2 separate regions of the Hordeum vulgare genome follow, and region 1 is linked to region 2. A link is a contact called in public Hi-C data. All regions are on one chromosome and are shown on one strand. The core of a region is the stretch at or near the end of the contact, and the rest is flanking DNA. Distances in the headings are between cores, read along the strand shown. Region 1 holds the start of LOC123446867 (probable pectinesterase 53). Region 2 holds the start of LOC123446817 (hexokinase-5).

The links. A called contact is a pair of places that touch in the nucleus more often than the background predicts.
Region 1: a Hi-C map of seedling shows a contact between it and region 2, with 2.0 times the contacts expected there. The contact joins the promoter of LOC123446867 here to the promoter of LOC123446817 in region 2. A contact is called at or near these places in 2 of 6 Hi-C or Micro-C datasets (leaf and seedling).

The regions. Positions count from the first base shown.
Region 1 is chr1H:476,258,992-476,264,566 of MorexV3_pseudomolecules_assembly, reverse strand. LOC123446867 (probable pectinesterase 53) reads left to right here and starts at 3,516. Exons shown (of 5, transcript XM_045123410.1): 1 at 3,516-4,093; 2 at 4,208-4,397; 3 at 4,496-4,702. The coding sequence starts at 3,645. LOC123446851 (protein cereblon-like) reads left to right here. Exons shown (of 9, transcript XM_045123400.1): 7 at 609-814; 8 at 1,158-1,321; 9 at 1,430-1,941. The coding sequence ends at 1,586.
Region 2 is chr1H:475,643,690-475,649,693 of MorexV3_pseudomolecules_assembly, reverse strand. LOC123446817 (hexokinase-5) reads left to right here and starts at 4,368. Exons shown (of 9, transcript XM_045123362.1): 1 at 4,368-4,847; 2 at 5,693-5,843; 3 at 5,931-6,004. The coding sequence starts at 4,549. It overlaps LOC123415932 (a long non-coding RNA gene), which reads left to right. Exons shown (of 3, transcript XR_006615626.1): 2 at 929-1,042; 3 at 1,131-1,216.

The DNA.
Region 1 (5,575 bases), core at 2,267-4,766, 620 kb before region 2:
TGCCATACATGCCCCAGGTTAGGCGATTAAAATCTGCGGCACACTTCGCCATACTTGAGGTAACCTTGCCACACTGTTCTGAATCAATGACACGTGGGACCTAAATTATAGGAGAAGAATCTTGCCACAAGTGTGACTGTTAGCCAGACGGGGGCTTCCTCAGTCACACTTCCCTAAGGCTTTGTTCGGTTGAGAGGGAAGTGAAAGGGATTTGACAGGGATTGAGGGGATTAAATCCCTAACAAGTCAAAATCCCCTCCAATCCTCTCCAATCCCCTTGGGAGGAGGATTAACCGAACAAGGCCTAACTTGTGGTGTGGCAAAGTGTGGCAACCTTAGTGTACCAACCAAACATGCCCTACATATTTCATTGAATCCTTACCAGAATACCAACTTTGCCTCAGTCAAACTTGCCTAACTTGTGGTGAGGCAACCTTAGTATACCAACCAAACATGCCCTACATATTTCATTGAATCCTTACCAGAACACCAACTTTGCCCTGTGTAACATCTTCTCACTAAAGTAAATAAACTATAAGTCTGCAAATCCTTAGGTATGTTTGCGATATTCAGTTGGTTATTTTTGTTATACCATCCCTTTGTTGCAGATTTGTGGAGACTGATAATTAAAACACCAAACGTTGATGAGCTTGTAAGAAAACCAGATCTTTTGTCATTTTACATCGGAAACCAACTTCCAGTATCAGAACCTGTGAGACAAAAATTGCTGGAGATTAATGGGGTTTCGTATCGCCTTCGAAAGGAGATCCAGCTTCTAAAGGCCTGTGATCTCATAAAATGTGGATACTGCAAGGTAACAATCTACTGTATCTGGAGGTGATATTTTAACTAGTTGATCGGTGCTGATACCTTGACGTACATCCAGGTTCAGTAGTCTGGTCTGTTGCTTCCATCATAGATAGCTTCTTTAGATCACCTGTATCACAGCGTGCTAGATTAACATGTTATTTTGCAACAAGGCTTTGTCAAAAGTTGCACTCAGATACTGGACGTATCCTTGGGTGATGTAGCCTGTTGCAGCTGCTTGATGAGTAATGGCATTAATGTAAAACCAAGTTGCTTCTTGTATAGCTAAATCGAAGAATTTCACGATTATGGCTATTACTCTGTGCTGACATGTATGTTAATTATGCTAGTCCGAAATAGCAAAGCATAGCGACGTGGTGGTGATGTCTAGCGATGGGCCTCTTGGTACTTATGTCAACAATCATGGGTATGTGCACGCGACGATCACTGTGAACAACGCAACAGGGCTTGATATTGAGGGGGATCCCACAGAGGAACACAGCTGGTTTCCAGGGTATGACCTTTTTCTTGACTCCTTGTCTATCTCCCAGCCGCCTCCATGTTTTATTCTACAATCTTCGAATGTGAGAATAACTCATAAGCACATTATCTTGCTATCCAGATACGCCTGGACTATCGCATCGTGCTCTTCCTGCGACTCCAACATAGGCTGGCTGTTCACTGCCACCAAGAGGTATCTGCATCCGAAATTCTTCTGGGGGATCCGCAGCTGCCAGATCGCCGATATTGTAGATGCAGGACAACAACAGGAAGAATGATGCCGCTCTCCATGTACAGCAAACCCTTTCTGAATTGTGCCTTTTCCCCGTTTCCGCAGACTTAGAACCTAGACTGAGAGCGTGGCGCATGTGCTATCCTTGTCACGCTCTCATTTTTAGCCTAGCCCCATATATACCCGCCGTTCACCTTCATTGAAGTTCCTGGGAGACTGACCACCCTCTTTCCTGGGTGTGCTGTGTGTAGTGTCGTGTATCCGTGCTCCGTTACAGAGAAATACCTTAGATGCAGGTGGTATGCACCTAGACCGAGTAATAAGTTTCCGAATGCTAAACAAAGCATGTTACTGTGAAAAGTGTTGGGGTAAATGGAATGTTGTGTTGAAAGTTAAGAAAATTCCACCTCCCTCTGAAATGATGCCTGGAAATCCGGTTCTCTTTGTAGATCTGTGTGAGAGTGCGGCTTTGTGGAGAAGAAAGTAGAAAGGTTCAGTTGCCATACCCTATACGGTACGGTAATGCAGTAGAGTAGCGGTAGAGTGGGAAAGTGGCCCTGAGCCCCTGAGAATGAGTGGTAGCTCCACAATTTACTCCATCGCCATGGTTAGCAGTACTAGCACCGAGCAGGAGGCAGCAGGGTCGTCGGTCGGCCCAGCTGAGCTAGCACGAGTGGCGAGCAGCAACGCGTATGGAGCGTACTGTCGGTTTGCTCCAGCCAGTATCCGTGGAACCGGTAGCGAGTTGGCCGGTATTTCAATACCGCCTTCCGTAAAAGCGAGAGAGACCTGGCGATCACGGGTGGCGGAAGAAGGATGGGCCATGGCAGCAGCACAAGCTGACACTAGGAGAGGGGCATCGGCGTACCAGACGGGAGGGGAAGCCAACACTGACAGAGAATGTGCGCTTCTCTGCGTCTGTATATGTCGATTGCATTTACAGATTACCTGCCTGTCCTTCCATGATGTGTACACCGGTACGAGTATATGAAGTATGGATATTTGTATATAACTGTTTAAAGCTGCGAGGATGGTGGAGGCGGTACTTGATGGTGAGCATGCTGAACTGCTCGATTGCGTACTCATTCCCGTGCGACTTTCATGGCTTTGCGATGCGCATGCGACTCGGTAGTCGACGGACGGGAGAGACCATTATTTTATCTTCCCGGAAATAGAAATGCCGGCAAATCCGCTTTCAGAAAATACTGTTTTTCTTTCACGCTCAATAAAAGTTTTAGCGCACTACTGTAACGATTTTATTCCGTGAGACCAGCATTGCTTGTTCAGACGCTCAAAAACACACGTCCAAAAAAATACGCGGTGTAAATTGTAAAGCGTGCGTGATCCGGCATCCCAAATTTACTGCACGCGATGACGTTTTTAATACATGCCTAAAACTTTTTAACACGCGTAGTATTTTACAGGCTCTGTTGAAGTTGTCCGACAAAAAAAAAATGAGGATTTTTATCGTCCCAAGCTGTGTTTTGAGCCTCTGTTGAAGATGCCCTTATAAAAAAAAGGTTGTTTCTAGCACTGGTCGTCACCCACGAGAGTCAAGTCGGAGGTCGTTATGCCGCCGCGGAATGGAACCAGGGTACAAGGAAACAGTGCTCAAGACAGAGTAAACCACGGGGTCGCGATTTAGCCACCGTAAGTAGAACTGCAACTGCAAGGTTGGTTTGCCTTTCCCGATAGGACAGTGGGAGACCGAGGCCAAGGGGAAGACGAAGACGAACGCACATGCATGTGGCCGAGCATGTGGTGCATGCATGTACCGCCGTAGCCGCACCGCACAAGCGCCGCTCTGCTAGATGCGCGCGCACGCCCACGCCCACACTAGAGCCAACACACACGAACAGCGGCCTCTGCTCGTGCTCTTGCTCGTGCTCGTGAGCTGTGTCATTCCATCGTTCCCTCGGAACAGGACGCCCGTGATCTCCTTAAATCCCCCCCCCCCCCCCCCCCCCCGCTCCCCAATTATACCTGACACACGCAGACACAGCCCCATTGTAGCATACCTAGCTAGCTGCCGGTGAGTGACCACCGCAACAGCGCCCCTCCACTGTTGCCACTGGCGGCGTACTCGCAGCGCATTGTCGCGGCGATGGCAGCGTCGTCCTCGTCCTCGCCGTCGTCGCGGGCGAGGTGGCTGGCGTGCGTTGTGGTGCTGTTGGCGCTGCTGCTGCTGGCCGGGCCGGGCGACGTGGACGCCGGCCGGCACGGGCACGGGCGCGGGCGCGTGGAGCACAGGCACACCAAGGGCCTGAGGCCGGGGAAGGCTGCTGCTGCGGCGGCGAGGCCCTACCCGGCGAACGCGACGGCGGTGGAGACGATCGAGCGGCGGTTCACGCGGTGGGTGCATTTCATGGGCGCGCTCGAACACAGCGTGTTCCAGCGGGCGCTCAACCGCGCGCTGCTCCCCACGACGCGCACGATCGTCGTGGACAGGACGCCCGGGGCCGGCGACTTCAGCACCATACAGGGCGCCGTCGACTCGCTCCCGATCATCAACCTCGCTCGCGTCGTCATCAAGGTCAATGCCGGCACCTACACGTACGTGCGTGACCTGACCAACATATCGTATACTTGCCCATCGATCGTTCTAGTCGTCGGTGCTCGGCGTCTGACTGACGGTGAGAGTGCATGGCCCGTGTAAATGTAATGCAGGGAGAAGGTGAGCATCTCGCCGCTGCGCGCGTTCGTGACGGTGGAGGGCGCGGGCGCGGACCGGACGGTGGTGCAGTGGGGCGACACGGCGGACACGGCCGGGCCATGGGGCCGCCCCTTCGGCACCTTCGCCTCCGCCACCTTCGCCGTCAACTCGCAGTTCTTCGTCGCCAAGAACATCACCTTCAAGGTAAGTGCCGTGCGTACTGTATCTGTACTCACTCGTCGACCCAAGGCTCGACGACACTGGTTGATTGATTGATTGATTTGGATGGGATTGTGCTGCAGAACACGGCGCCGGTGCCTCGGGCGGGCGCGCTGGGGAAGCAAGGGGTGGCGCTGCGGATATCGGCGGACAACGCGGCGTTCGTGGGGTGCAACTTCCTGGGCGCGCAGGACACGCTGTATGACCACCTGGGCCGCCACTACTACAAGGACTGCTACATCGAGGGCTCCGTCGACTTCATCTTCGGCAACGCCCTCTCCCTCTACGAGGTGCACCCTCGTCTGCTCCTCTGCCTCCCCTGCCATTGCAAAAAACATCTACTCCTATCTCTCTAGATTTCACAGGCAAGCTTAATTAGCACCTGCGAGTCAAGTCAGCAGAGCATCTTTGCTCCACCCACCTGACGTGTCAGTGTGTCGGCTGTACGTGCGGTTGAACCCTGCGTGCAGCCACAAAGAGGTGGTGTCATGTCGGTACCCGCCGGGGCTGGGCCGCGGCTCTCTGACGGGCAGAGCATCCAGCTCGAGCGTGCATGGCCTACCACTACCAGTGTCCTGCATAGAGTCGCGTACGTACGTACGTACAAGAGCCCTCCATGCACGACGGGTCGGTCGGTCATACTGTTGAAAAAACAAGGAAACAGATAATGTTCCTGCCAGTGCGCGCATTCCAGGAACGGAATCGTAGCACCCGTGACAAATCTTGTCCCACCGGCAACCCTCGTTCTGGGCCAGACACGATCTCGTTCTGTGGCAGTGCAGCCACCGCTGAGTTAGTCCCGGGCCGTGCCGCCCGTGGCGCGGTGGCCATGCCGCCATGCAGTGCAGGTGAGCGCGACACCGGCGGATCCGCAGATGGATGCTGCATGCTGGGTCACGGCCTTCCGTCCCGTACGTACGTATCCATCTCGCTTCTGTTCGTCCGCCTGCGTGTGACGGACCGGGGCCGTGCATGCAGCAGGGACAGGACAAGGGGGGAAGGGAATGTTGATTTCCGTTAATTAATGGGGGATCTTGGTTCTTAATGGCAGCGAGCCGGTGTCGCTCCGCTTGTACCGTTGCGAAACGTGGCTTTCTGGTGGCGGCAGGTTCCCCGGTCCGGTCCCTCCTCGGCCCCAGGCGAGGCGCCGGCAGCTAGCTCCG
Region 2 (6,004 bases), core at 3,119-5,618:
AGTAATTCAAGTTCACTGAATTTTCTGGAGTGTATGTTATACAATTACTGAATATTCAGTTACTGTAGTTCTTGTCACTTGTAGTTACTGTAATGATTTGTCTCTAAACATTTGGTTTAGACTATGTGAACATTTGGTTTCAGTAGCTTGCTTAGATTTTTTTTCTGGTAAGGGTCTCAAGTTCTCAATTATTACAACATTTGGTTTTATAATTCTGTCTACATGGAGTACAATTGCCTAAAGATTACCTTTGAATCTTTAATTCAGAGAATAAAAATCCGTGAGTAAATTTGATGATATGATTCCTCATTGAATTTATGCATGAATTTAGTACTGATGTTTGACCATATTCAATACTGGTTGATCCAGTTTGTAAATGGGCCAAGAATAAATTAACAGTTCAACAAATGGTCAACCGTCATAATATTGATCTTTAGTTCAATATTGCATTCCTACTATCACCTAGGAGTGCTAGCTACAGTACTCATCTCCAATTATTTTGCTATGATCTGAAACATAGCTACAAACATCTCTAACTAAAATATTATTGCTGTGATCTGAAATTATTTTCTTCAAAGACCAGTAGTGCCCACTATCGAGTGCATTGGGTTGAGCCTGCCTAGTAGAGTGCTAGTAGTTTCATGTGCAATGGATTATGTAATCAACTGAAACTGGAGTATAATTCATGTTTATTCTAATGTTACTGATCTTTAGTCAAAAATCATCATTATCTTCACTTTTCTTCACTTGAACACTAATTGGAACATCCTCAAGCCCCTATTCTTATTCTGTAATCTTATTTACTCACTGAATTTTCATTCTTATTCTTACTGTCAAAAATCATAGTTACTGCATATTTGCACCATGTTACTGCAGATTTGCACCATGTTACTGCAGATTTGCACCATTAATCATGCATTTTATGCAGGCTTTGTGAGATTTGTGCATCTTGGACTTCGACATCCCTTTTACGATGATAATGGTTACATGGCAAGTTGTTCTAATTGTTGTTCCTGCTGTGATTGGGGTGTTGTACATTCAGGTGAGCATCATGAAAGAATCCTACATTCATCTTCTTGTTCAAAGCCAAAATGTGAACAATGCTACTGTCTCCATCATTTTCATTTCAGTAAATAGCAATGCTACATTGACATGGATGCAACAATCAGGCGACAAACAGGTTCATTTAGACAAATGGCTCAGCACTGAACTTTTATAGGCAGCAGCACTAAACTTTACTTCTTGCAGCACACGCAGGCAGCAGCAGCAGCGAGGGGTGGGGTGGCAAAAGGCAGCGGCGGCGAGGGACGGTGCTCGATCGGATGCCAGATCATCTCGCCGCTGGGCACACCCGCGTGGCCCTGCCTACGGAAGCCGCCAGAGAGAGGACCGGCGGCACGGGACTTGCCAAAATCCCGCACCGGCGTCCACGGGCGTGAGAAAGTGTCCTGGGACGCGAGCAGCAGCACGCACTCCTCGTCCAGGAGATCGTCACCCAGGAGCATGCAGAGCTCAAGGAGGACGACCTCAACCAGATCACGGCAGGAGGCTCCGACGACGACCGGGGGGGTCTTGGCTGGAGGGGAATGCACAGAGGGGATGGCGGCTGGGGAACGAGCGAAGGCGGTCATGGCGAGAGAGGAATGCGCTGGCACGGGTCCTCAACGGCGGCAGAGCAGTTCCTGGATGGTGCACGTCCTGGGCAGCGTAGGTGCAGAATCCCGCAGGTGCAGGTCCTGGGCAACAGTGGCGATGCGCGGAATCGCAGGTGCAGGTGGGTGGCGGCGACAGAATTAGAGGCGCAGGTCGCGGGCAGCGGCAGAATCAGAGGCGCAGGTGGGCGGCGGCGAAATCTGCTGGCTGGCGTGTGTCAGGCGACGCGCGGGATCAGCGAAGAAAGAAGATGGAGGCATAGATCGATTTGAGATAGTTTTCAATTTTCGAGGTATTTTTTACAAAAACGCCAGCACACTGCGCGTCAGTCAATCTTTTCCGAACAAAGGAAGTATAAAGCAAAATAAATAAATCTATCTTTTACCTAATATATATATATATATATATACCTAATAATAAAGAGGCTATCGTTTTCGTCGGAAAAACCCACCGAGGTGATTTTACAAAAAAGCCCTTATTGTTTATGACATTAAACTCGTAGTATATATTAAATATTTTTTCAAATACTCATATCTTTTAAACCGTAACTCCAAATTTAATATATTATACATGGAAATTTGATTAGAAAAATATGTAGAATTTAAATATGATATTATTTTATCTGCTAAACGTTTAATAAAAATACTATCTAGGGTGCAATCTTAATAAATAAGTCATTATTCGTCTTTCTTTCATACCGGTACTCATCCGGGTTGGGGATGAACACGTCAACAAAATCAGGATTAGAGATGAAACTGAAGGTCACTTGACTGATTCTTTGTACGTATTAAATTTACATACAAGCCGTGTTAAAATAGAAGATCTGTGAAATTTTGAACTGCATTTTTGTAGGATAAGACCATCTTTATTTGTATCGTAACTATAAATTATTAAATTATAGACATTTTTTATAAATTAAGAGCGTGTGTCGCGTGGTATTTCTTTCTCCCGTTGCAACGCATGGGCCCTTTTGCTATAATAATAAAGAGGCTATTGCTTCCGTCGGAAAACCCACCACGTTATTTTTATAAAAAAAACCTGTAATTTTTGTTATTCAACCCGTGTTCCATCATTATTTTAATAAATCAAAATGATTATAAAAAGATTAAAAGCGTGTGGTTTTTTTTCTCCCGTTGCAACGCACCGGCCCTTTTGCTAGTAATAATAAAGAGGTTATCGCTTCCGTCGAAAAACCCATCGAGGTGATTTTACAAAAAAGCCCTTACTGTTTATGACATTAAACTCATAGTATATATTAAATATCTTTTTCAATACTCATATCTTTTAAACCGTAACTCCAAATTTAACATATTATACATGGAATTTGATTAGAAAAATATGTAGAATTTAAATATGATATTATTTTATCTGTTAAACATTTAATAAAAATAATATCTAGGGTACAATGTTAATAAATAAGTCATTATTCGTCTTTCTTCTTTACCTAATAATAAAGAGGCTACCGTTTTCGTTGGAAAACCCATCGAGGTGATTTTACAAAAAAGCCCTCACTGTTTATGACATTAAACTCGTAGTATATATTAAATATCTTTTTAAATACTCATATCTTTTAAACCGTAACTCCAAATTTAACATATTATACATGAAATTTGATTAGAAAAATATGTAGAATTGAAATATGATATTATTTTATCTGTTAAACGTTTAATTAAAATATTATCCAGGGTGCAATCTTAATAAATAAGTCATTATTCGTGTTTCTTTCATACCGGTACTCATCCGGGTTGGGAATGAACACGTCAACAAAATCAGGATTAGAGATGAAACTGAAGGTCACTTGACTGATTCTTTGTACGTATTAAATCTACATGCAAGCCGTGTTAAAATAGAAGACCTGCGAAATTTTAAACTGCATTTTTGTAGGATAAGACCATCTTTATTTGTATCGTAACTATAAATTCTCAAATTATAGACATTTTTTATAAATTAAGAGCGTGTGTCGTGTGGTATTTCTTTCTCCCTTTACAACGCATGGGCCCTTTTGCTATACTTTAAAATATGTTTATATGTATCCGTATGTAATTTAGAAAACAGAGAGAACGGGATCTAAAAACAATTCGACTCGTCTTGGGTGGAGAGGAGCTGTTGGAGGAACGACATGACACGGTACGGTACAATATCCGTTCTATTCCACTACTACTATAACTCTGGCGCCGCTCGTGTGCTCCGTGCTCGGCCACGAAGTCGCCGGTGTACGCCGGCGGTGCCTGCGCTGTCGCGGTCGCGGTCGAGCCGGCCGAACGCCGATGCGTAGCTGCTCCGCCCCGCAGCGGACGGTTGGTGGCGGTTGACCCTATGGCCCCTCCCCCATGTGGCCACACCACGGATGGCATCACCCGCCCGTCATCACCCTCCCGGTGGGCCCCGCCGATCCATGTGAAACCGTATTTTCCCCAATCCTTTTACCCGAAACCCTTCTCTACGCATCTGACTTTCCCACCCTCCAAACATGAGCCACCGACACGCGGGCCCCAATCACAGGGTCAACGGCCTAACCGGAAGCAGTATTCGTTTTACCGCAATGTATATCCAAGGTAAATCCGTTCGGTAATCCAGAAAGGGGTAAATCCCAGATCCACCTCCCTCCCGGAGCGTCCATCCGGGCCGTCCGCGTGGCGCAGGGGACGGATCGGGGCCGTCGAGGCGACGAAGGGTGGATCATAAATGCCGCGGGGGCCAGGCCAAGCGGAGGGGCGCGGTAAAAAAGCTGTACCGGTTAAAACGTCCGGCCAGTGGCTCCCCCCTCCCCCTCCCTTCTTTCTCCCCCGGGGAAGCAGCAGCAGCCAGCGAGCGATCCCTCCTCCCTCCCTCCTACTCCTCCACCCGGCCTCCGGATCCAGAGCGGGGACGAGGACGACCGATCTAGGCGCGAAGATGGGGAAGGCGGCGGCGGTGGGGACGGCGGTGGTGGTGTGCGCCGCGGTGGGCACGGCCGTGGTGCTCGGCCGGCGCCGGCGCCGGAGGGACGCGGAGCTGCTCGGCGCGGCCGAGGCCGAGAGGAAGAAGAAGGTGGCGGCCGTCATCGAGGAGGTCGAGCGCACGCTCGCCACGCCCACCGCCCTGCTGCGGGGCATCTCCGACGCGCTCGTCCTCGAGATGGAGCGCGGGCTGCGCGGGGACATCCACTCCCAGCTCAAGATGCTCATCAGCTACGTCGACAACCTCCCCACCGGGTAAGGGAAACCACCCCCATTCCCGATCTGATCCGATCCCGCCCGATCCTTCCCTTACCCTTTAGCTGTCGGGTTGACTTGTGGGTGGGCCTCGTGATCCGTGAGCCGCCGGGAAAGCCGCGCGTCGATGAATTTGGATTCGTCGGTCCCGCACGCCACGGGAATTCTGCTCTTGATTAGCCATGGCTTGCTGTACGGCGAAATGTGCGGATCTTAGTGTGAGTGCTTGTGCCAAAATCGCGCCTTGTGGCGATTCAGAGCGAAATCAGGAATAACATCGCCTCTTATGTGATCTTCTCGATGAATCATCTTGGGCAAGGATGTGGTCATTTTATTACCTCATATGAATTGACCAATTTCGCTCTGGCGCATCGCGCCCTGTTTGCTGATCGTATGGTCGTCAGAATTTTGATGATTTAGGATTTTATTTATTTATCAATCAGCATGTCACCATATGGTATTTCCATGAGTTGGTGTGGATGATCATTTGTCAGGCCTAAGTAATACGCTTTCAGTGGGATGTACTGACCGATCATGGCAGGGATAGTTCACTCAGGATTACTCCCATATGCTCAATTCTGTGAATTCTGAACAGAAGTTCTTATGCGATTGGTTTGTTTCACCAATTTCTTTGTTCAATGATATCCACCTGTAGAACTCATCCTCTCCAAGTATAATCTGTTATGTGCTTAGTTTTTCAAGGATCACCTGCTTTATTGCATATAAAAATTTCGAAGACAAATTGTAGTCTGTCTATCTATTACATGCAATTCTCTGAAAAACATGACATTTTTCCTAGACTTGTATAACTGTATTGTCTAAACATTTAACTGCTATTTCTGCAGAGACGAACATGGGTTGTTTTATGCACTGGATCTTGGAGGTACCAACTTCCGTGTTCTGCGAGTCCAACTTGGAGGAAGGGAGAAACGTGTTGTCAAGCAACAGTATGAGGAAGTCTCTATTCCACCACACCTGATGATCGGAACTTCCTTGGTGAGTACCTGGTATTCAGTTTTCAAGCTCCCTGGAGTCGTAAATTTACATGCATGTTTGCTAATTTAACTTGAATTATTATTACAGGAGCTATTTGATTTCATTGCTGCTGTATTGGCCAAATTTGTTGATACTGAAGGTGACGAGTACCACCTCCCAGT